Linked DNA regions of Mus musculus: region 2 is linked to region 1. A link is a contact called in public HiChIP or PLAC-seq data. All regions are on one chromosome and are shown on one strand. The core of a region is the stretch at or near the end of the contact, and the rest is flanking DNA. Distances in the headings are between cores, read along the strand shown.

Region 1 (4,107 bases), core at 27-2,526:
AAGCTTCACTATTCAAATCTTCTTGTTTGTTTTTTACAGCAACATTGGGCATACAAGGGGTCTCTTTCCATTCCGTTGTACTTTCTTCTGACTGAAAACAAATCCCATCAATACCATTCACTTCTTCTCGATCTTGAATACAATCTGTGTTTTCCAAGGGTGAAGTGGGATCCAAGTCTCCATTCTCATGGCTCCCGTTCAGCAGCTTCCCGTCGGCTCTCAGCAGCTCCCCCTTGACTCTGTGCACAGCATCGAGCTGCTGGCGATCGCTCGCTCTCATTGTTTTCCGAGCCTTGAAGACTTTTTTCTGAGGTTCTTCTACACTATCCATTCTGAATCTTTAAATAAAAAGAAAAGGATTTTAATAAACTGAGATAAGAGTCATTTAACTACAGGCTTAATGAAAATTAAAAAGGGTAAAATTTAGATCATATAAATTTAAAACACTGACAAAACCTTAATAATTACTCGGTCGGAGTTCTCATATTTACTACTCACATACTACAGAAGTGACAAACAACACACACCAGAACATCAATGGAAGCAAATGAAGAGTTAAAAAGGAGCCGCTTCAGGGGCGTGAAAAGTCCAGGAAAACAATAGGTGCTAGAGACCAAACCGAGTCACTGTCTAAAGAGCAGCACTTAACCAATCACTGGACCGGCTCTCCAGCTCCCTTTGCAGGTTTGGAGAAGGCAAGAAATAAATGCTTTAGAGTACAGGATTGAAATAATGAAAATGTTCTAACATTCACTGTGGTGATAGCTACAAACTATTGAATATGTTCTTCCTTTTGGTCAATCTTGCTCGAGTCCCATCACGTCTGTTTGTCAAAGAATGTACTCTTCTCACTGCTCAAGCTCCTGCTGTGCATCTGCCAGCAGTTGCTGCTTTCTCCCCTAATATCAAGGCTTTGACTTTTTGAATGAGGTTAATTTGCATCTGGTAAGTTACTTTTTCAGATAATGTGATAAAATACTCTTGACCAAAAACAGCTTGGGGAGAGCAATTTGTTTTGAAACACAGTTCAATACGGCCCATTATGTTGGGGAGGTTGAATGAGCAGGGGTTGAAGTGGCTGGTCACATGCCTCTCTCTCTCTCTCTCTCTCTCTCTCTCTCTCTCTCTCACACACACACACACACACACACACAAACACACACACACACACAGACACAGACACAGTCAGAGCCATGACAAACTCCCGCACACTCTTACTTTTTCCCACATCCAGCCCAGGGAACAGGGCCATTCACAGTGGGTGGGTCTTTTACATAATTAACCTAATCAAGATAAACCCATCCATAGGCAAATCCCAGAGGCCCACCCACCTCTCAAGAAGTCTAGATCTTGTCACCTGACAACTGAGACTAAGCACTGCACTTCGTCCTTCCCCTGTGGTTCAAGCTTAGTCCTCGGTTCTCCGTTAAATTTCACCTTTCCTAATATATACACACAAATGAATCTAATGTTTGCCAAGGTGCTTATGTTTATTGTATGTGCATGTAACCAAATAGCTATGTCGAGTCCATGCATGCGAAGAGGTGAGGAAACGGTGGTGAATCCTATAGAACTAGTATTACAGACAGTTCTGAGCCACCATGTGGGTGGGAACCAAACCCCGGCTTCTCTGTGAGAGCAGCCAATATTCTTTCTTAACTGCCAAGCTACATTTCCAGCTCACAGCTTGTCTTCTGCTAAAGCATTTTCAAATTTCCATAGTTTTCTCTTCTTCTATCTATAAATGACTAAGCAGAATATTTCTTCAAGAGATAATACTAATCACTAGGTAAAGATCATTATCAAAAATTCACATCCAAAACCCAACCAATGATCATTATCAAAAATTCCTATCCAAAAGCCAAGCAAGGCTGATCATTAACAAGTCTTGAAGCATCCTGGTCTATACAGGGCCACAAAAGAGCCTGATTGACAATTTTTCCTTAAAATGAGTGAGAATATGGTACTGTAGTCTTACTGCTTAAATTGTAGATGAGAAGAGGATAAATAGGATGGGCCTTAGTACAAACTGATTAATGTCTCTGAGACTTCAGCATGCACAGAGTAAAACCATGTGAAACAAGAGCTATACCATCACAGGCCAAACAACTCGAAGCAGCTCGGAGATGTGTCTGGACAAATCCTTCCTCAGAGCCATCCAAGGAACTATGCCTTGACTACAGCATCACTTTCAACTTCTAGTCTGTAAAATTAAAACAATATGCCCGTGCCTGTGCTCGTGTGTATGTGTGTGTGTGCGTGTGCGTGTGATTTACCACATAAACACAATAGCAAGAGTAAGCGAGGACCCACCTGAACAGACAGAATATCCATTAGATCATATTCAGTACTACCTTATAATTAAAACTAAGACTCTAAAAAAGCAAGAGTGCTAAAGGTTTTCAAGAGGAAGATGCTACATTTAATTGTGAAATGATATTAAAATAACAAGAGAAACAAAGGCAGCCCATATCACCAATTTTATGTTATCAAAAGGCTAGTACAAAAGAGCAAGTAAGAAGACAGAGCTAAGACTACCTGCTCACTGCAGAGCAGTTCTGCCTGGCATGCGTAAGGAAGGTCCTGGGTATGGGCCCAGAACCACCAAAGCAAGAGATTAACTATAGGCAGACAAAAGCATATGTAAATGTGCATGTGTATGCACATAGATGCTCTCTCCCCCACCCCTTTCTCTCTTTTATTGATACACTTAGTTCCTGGTATCACCCAATCAAGAGTGAGGCTTTACTTTTAAATTCCACAAAACAATCTACTCTACACTGTATCGTTTAGCACCCTTACTAATATAACTTACCTGCAATAAATAAGCACCCTAAGTTGTTAATAGTGAATGTTGTTCAATAAATACAAAGCTTGACCTATTTGTCAGAGACCAGTACAGCTCTAAAGACACGGTACATTGTCAACGAATGTCCCGATTATGTTACACTTTGCACTCACCTTCTGAATTTAAGTCAATAATTTAAACAGTTCTTAGTGTCTTCTTTTTATTTAAAGTACAGTTCTTAGAAAAATGATCTTTCAACTCTATTTACAGAAACCTTGAAACAAACCCCCACTGGTCCTGTTTAAGCCTAGGATTTACACTCGGCGAGCATCTTTTCTCCTCCACCTGCAAGTCCTGTTACCTGGACATTTTTCTGCATAAACTGTGGGCAGGAGATAAAACCCAGGGGCTTCCAATGCATGCTGTGAACTATAGCCAGGCAGCACAAGCTTAGCACTCATGAGTCTGACTATAATAAACATATTAAATGTAGTGTGACTGCCATTTAAATATGTTCAAATACTGAAGTACTATTCCTTTAAACTTTGAAATATCCATTTTCAGATATTCTATGCCTAAACAAGAGTTATAATTATTTACATTAAAATTAAACATTTTTAAAACATAAGCCAGTGTAGTGGTGCATGCCGTTAATTCCAAAGCTTAGGTGTGGAGGAGAGAGGCATCATCTCTGAGTTCGAGGTCAGCGTGGTCCACAGACTGAGTTCCAGAACTATACAGAGAAACCCTGTCTCAAAACAACAAAAACAAACAAATGAACAAAAACAAAAAAACCATACTTAACTTTTCACAATGCAAATAATCAATGAACTTGGCTGGGAGTTGTAAGTTTGAGTCCCACATCTCCGGGATGAGGCTGCTTGCCTAGCATTTCAAGTTTTTAAAGTGTTTAAAAGAAACTGTATCTTAAAGTATCTTAAGAGGAACTGCATATACCAACACCAGCTTTGCTGAGAATTATCTGAGATGTGACTAATTGATGATTAATTAATTAATATTAAGGATTGAAGCCAAGCAAAGTGGAGTACACTGGTAATCCTGGCACTTGGGAGGCTGAGGCAGGAGGATCATTACAAGTCTGAGCCAGCCTAAGTTATCGTCAGTTCCTGTCCAAACTGTGCTACAGTGTGAGACTGCAACCACAAACAGGTCATCTAGAATGATTCTATGTTTAGCCTCTATGTACATTCCGTGGAGTTTTTAAGTATAACTTTCAGACTCTGAGACAAATTTTCTCTTAAATAACATATTGTGTGTGTTTGTGTGAGAGATATTTGAAAATATAGTAAGCCAGTGTA
Region 2 (3,980 bases), core at 1,436-3,935, 440 kb before region 1:
GGCACACAGTCACAGGCACACAGTCACAGGCACACAGCACAGGCACACAGCACAGGCACACAGCACAGGCACACAGTCACAGGCACACAGCACAGGCACACAGCACAGGCACACAGCACAGGCACACAGCACAGGCACACAGCACAGGCACACAGCACAGGTACACAGCACAGGCACACAGCACAGGCACATAGCACAGGCATACAGTCACAGAGAGGTAAAATGCTGCAGGCTCAGCTTCGCACTTCTGGTTTTTTATGTTCCCTTGCACTCTCCCGCTCTGTGGAGTAAATGTTTTTCTACAGCAATGTTACCAGAGCCGTGGCTGTTAACGTGCAAGCCAGCGGATTCACAGTGGTCAATAGCAAAGACTGGACCACTGGGCTTCTCATGAGATTCACGGAGCTGCGCTTGGGTTTCAAACTTATGTATGTATTGTTCCCGGTTTGTTTTTCCTCAGACAGGGTCTCTTCTAGTGCAGGCTGGCTTCAACCTAATTGGCTACTGTAGCCCAGGATAACTTTGAACTCCTGCCCTTCCCACTTCTGTGTGCTGAGTTCCGTCGGGTGCCGAGAAGCCAAGTGTGAGGTGACTTTGATCACTGTGGTGTAAACAGAGCCTCTGCAGGCTTCCTTCTCTGATTCAGAACAGTAGGCAAATGGTGTTATGATTCCAAAGGTAGCCATAAAGGGTGAAGTCTGTGTTAAGTTTCAAACCCAGGGTAAAAGGCGGAGGTACCTCTTTAACATAGCAAGGTGGTTCTGGCTTCCAGGGTCTCTCAGCATCCGCCAGTCCCTACCTGTTACAGGGTATGGCTGGAGCTCTACCCAGAATTCTCCAGCCTAGGGTCTGGGCTGCCCTTCCCCCACAGGCTCATCCTTATCATCTAGACAGTCTGGTTACCCGCCCCTTTGTACCTTTGGCTCCTTGCTGCTGCTACACCTGATTCCCATCTTTACCCTCTCCCAGCATGCCCCAACTCAGTATAGTCATGTCAACTCTAGACTCTCTCAAGCAGCTCTGACTCTGCCCATGCTCGCTCCACGAATCTATAATAAACTTCCTCCTCCCCATGTCTGTAGTGACTTCAGAGCCTTCTGTCTACAGACTTTAAAAGTCAGGTGTTCTAGCACCACCAGTTGAAGACCATGTGTAAAACCTGAAGTTAACCTATAAGCCCCACCCACCCAGGAACCAAGTAACTTCCTGGAATGCTGGGAGTTGTAGTTCTTAGAAAGTAACAAAGCCTCATGGGAAAACATCATGGCCTTTCCATTTATAAGCCCCTGCAAAACTCAGCTGACCAAAACCCATCTTGGCTAGTATTTAATTAGAAGCTTGGCTGAAGTGGTGAAACTGGTTTTTCTCCAGCGAATTTCAGGGGCATTAGACATTCCACTTATTTACTTTCCTCCACCATTGAGCTGTGAGAAGTCATATTCCTTTCTCCTGTTTGCTTTCTCTTAATGAAGCAAAGGGTATAGCAGCAGTGAAATGCATTCCAACTTCCAGTGCAGCCCCCATTACATCGTATTGCAAACTCCTTGAACTCAAGAGGAGACAGCCTATATAGGTTTTGCTTTCTTTTTTTCTTTCTTTTCTTTTCTTTTCTTTCTTTCTTTCTTTCTTTCTTTCTTTTTTTTTTTTTTTTTTTTTGATAAATACAGTTAAGCGTACCCTCCTTGCCACTATGTCTATCTGTTATGAGGATAAAAGGGAAAATGACTTGGGGTGGAAAACTATGGCAGAACCCCCCCTTAACAGGAAAAGTTTTGCGGGGGGGGGGGGGAGAAAAAGTCTTTCTGAAGGCCATCACCCAGGTGAGCCTAGCTGCAGAGCAGGGACTGCCTAGTTCTGCTTTAATCTTCCTGCACGGACAGGGATCTCTCTGAATTGCTCTCCCAATAACTGGCTTTTGTGAGCACTGTTGAATCTGATTATATTCTGTCGCGCTAGGAACATCAAGACAGCTTAGAGCCTTTGCACAACCCCACCCCAGTGTAATTCCGTGCTCAGTCCCGGGCTACAGCAGAGCTTCGGTTGTGTCAAAGGCGATCATGGATCACCTGTTCACTCTGCTGCTTTCTGTGTCTCTGACAAAGGACCCGAGCTCTGTGAATTTGTTCTGTCTCATTGTCCCTGATAGAGATGTATTCTTTTCTCTCTCTTTCAGATTTGGCAGAAAAACATTGCCCGAGGCAGAGATTACTCTTATCGGACTTCTTTTCTGTAGCATTTCCCCTGATATGGCTCAGTGTAGAGAAGATGAGGCCAAGGCTCTCACACAATAGAGCTTTAAAATAACTAACAACGATCTGCCTTGTACATCTCGGTTGAAGTAGAACAGCTTTCTCTCTCTCTCTCTCTCTCTCTCTCTCTCTCTCTCTCTCTCTCTCTCTCTCTCTCTCTCTCTCTCTCTCTCTCTCTCTCTCTCTCTCTCTCTCTCTCTCTCTCTCTCTCTCTCTCTCTCTCTTCTGAGACAGGGTTTCTCTGCATAACCCTGGCTGTCCTGGAATTCACTTTGTAGAGCAGGCTGACCTTGAACTCAGAAATTCACCTGCCTCTGCCTCCCGAGTGCTGGGATCAAAGGCGTGCGCCACCACGCCCGGCATAGAACAGATCTCTTAAAATGAAGGAAAGCATTTGGCATGTTAAGTAAGAAATTTAAAGTCCAAAGCTCTTTCCCATTGTTCCAAATCCCCCTCCCCACCATTCCTACATTCTCCAAGGGGCCCTTAGAAGTGTTCACTTGTTAAGAGTTTGAATGTAGAGCCGGGCTTGGTAGCACACGCCTTTAATCCCAGCACTCGGGAGGCATAGGCAGACGGATTTCTGAGTTCGAGGCCAGCCTGGTCTACATAGTGAGTTCCAGGACAGCCAGGGCTATACAGAGAAACCCTGTCTTGAAAAAACAAAAACAAACAAACAAACAAACACCAAAAAACCAAAAACAAACAAAAAAAGAGTTTGAATGTAGAAGGCTCACAGCGCATGTGTTTTTGACAGTCCCAGCAGGTGGCGCTGTTTGGGAGGACTGAGGCGTCTTTACCTTGTGGTGCCTGGCTGGTGAGAATAGGGGATTTTGACCTGTCTGTGCCTGGTTCTGGCCTGTGTTCTCTGTTTACTATCTGTTCGCAGGTAAAATGCTTTGCCTTTTGTCTCCAGCACTCTAGAGCCACAGGGAGCAGTGGCCATCCTGCCATGGTGGACTGAAATCGCTCTGAAACCATGAGCCAAAAGAAGACCACCCTCCCCAGAGTTGCTTCTGAAGTGTGCTCGGTCACACTCCCACACTCCGGGGGGAAGTAGTTATGTCACTCTACATTCTCACATCAGACCTGTGCACTCCTCCGCAGAGTCCCCTCTTGGGAAGACAGACGGAGCAAAGGTAATATCCTATGGCTTCGGAACAGATTTAGAAAGCTCCCCAGATGCGTGTGGACAGAACTGAGTGGGACACTGTACAAAGCTGATAGGATCTTTAAGAGGTTGAGCCTAGAGGCAAGTCCTAACTCATCCGGGACATGCTGTCCAAGGGGGTTGTGGGATTCTGCATTCTCTGGCTCCCTGGACATGAGGTGAGTGGTTTTGCATCCCTAAGCTCCTACCACAGCGTGCTTCCTTGACAAAGGACAAGAATAATGGCACGAATCACTCAAGATCTGAGACTTAAAGCAGAGCTATCCCAAACCTTTTCTCTTTCTAAGTTTCACACACCAGATGCTTGTCACAGTGATTCAAAATGTGACTCATATTATCTCACGGGCAAGAATTCTTCCTTCCCAGTACACTGTAGGGTTTTCAAACCAGTGGGGATAGCTCATTTATCATCATCATTCACATCTTAATACTATTCTCAATGTGATGTTGCCATTAGAGTGGTCATCTTAGAAGATACACCAACCTTTTAACCCATTAACCCATCTCTTCCCCTCTTTTTATACTTATACTAATTACTGTGTGGCCATGCTGGCTAGTGT

Evidence for each region. HiChIP or PLAC-seq counts read pairs in DNA pulled down with a chosen protein or histone mark.
Region 2: a contact with region 1 is called in an H3K27ac HiChIP or PLAC-seq map of embryonic stem cells, with 5 read pairs. The contact joins two enhancer-like sites. A contact is called at or near these places in 3 of 484 Hi-C or Micro-C datasets (CD8 T cells, hematopoietic stem and progenitor cells and pre-B cells), 2 of 115 datasets of contacts at active chromatin or transcription factors (embryonic stem cells and large pre-B cells) and 1 of 9 other capture datasets (embryonic stem cells).

Annotation. Positions count from the first base shown.
Region 1 is chr6:136,555,995-136,560,101 of GRCm38.p6, reverse strand. It overlaps Atf7ip (activating transcription factor 7 interacting protein), which reads right to left. Exons shown (of 15, transcript NM_019426.2): 2 at 1-338. The coding sequence starts at 331. Among named protein-coding and RNA genes, the nearest start is that of Atf7ip, 39 kb to the right of the region's middle. Within about 2 kb of position 1,276, at least 20 of the 459 cell types and tissues checked have an H3K27ac peak or open chromatin away from gene starts, as enhancers often do. A contact at or near this core is called in embryonic stem cells, where this site is marked.
Region 2 is chr6:136,998,951-137,002,930 of GRCm38.p6, reverse strand. No RefSeq gene overlaps it. Among named protein-coding and RNA genes, the nearest start is that of Gm30055, 20 kb to the right of the region's middle. Within about 2 kb of position 2,685, at least 22 of the 459 cell types and tissues checked have an H3K27ac peak or open chromatin away from gene starts, as enhancers often do. A contact at or near this core is called in embryonic stem cells, where this site is marked.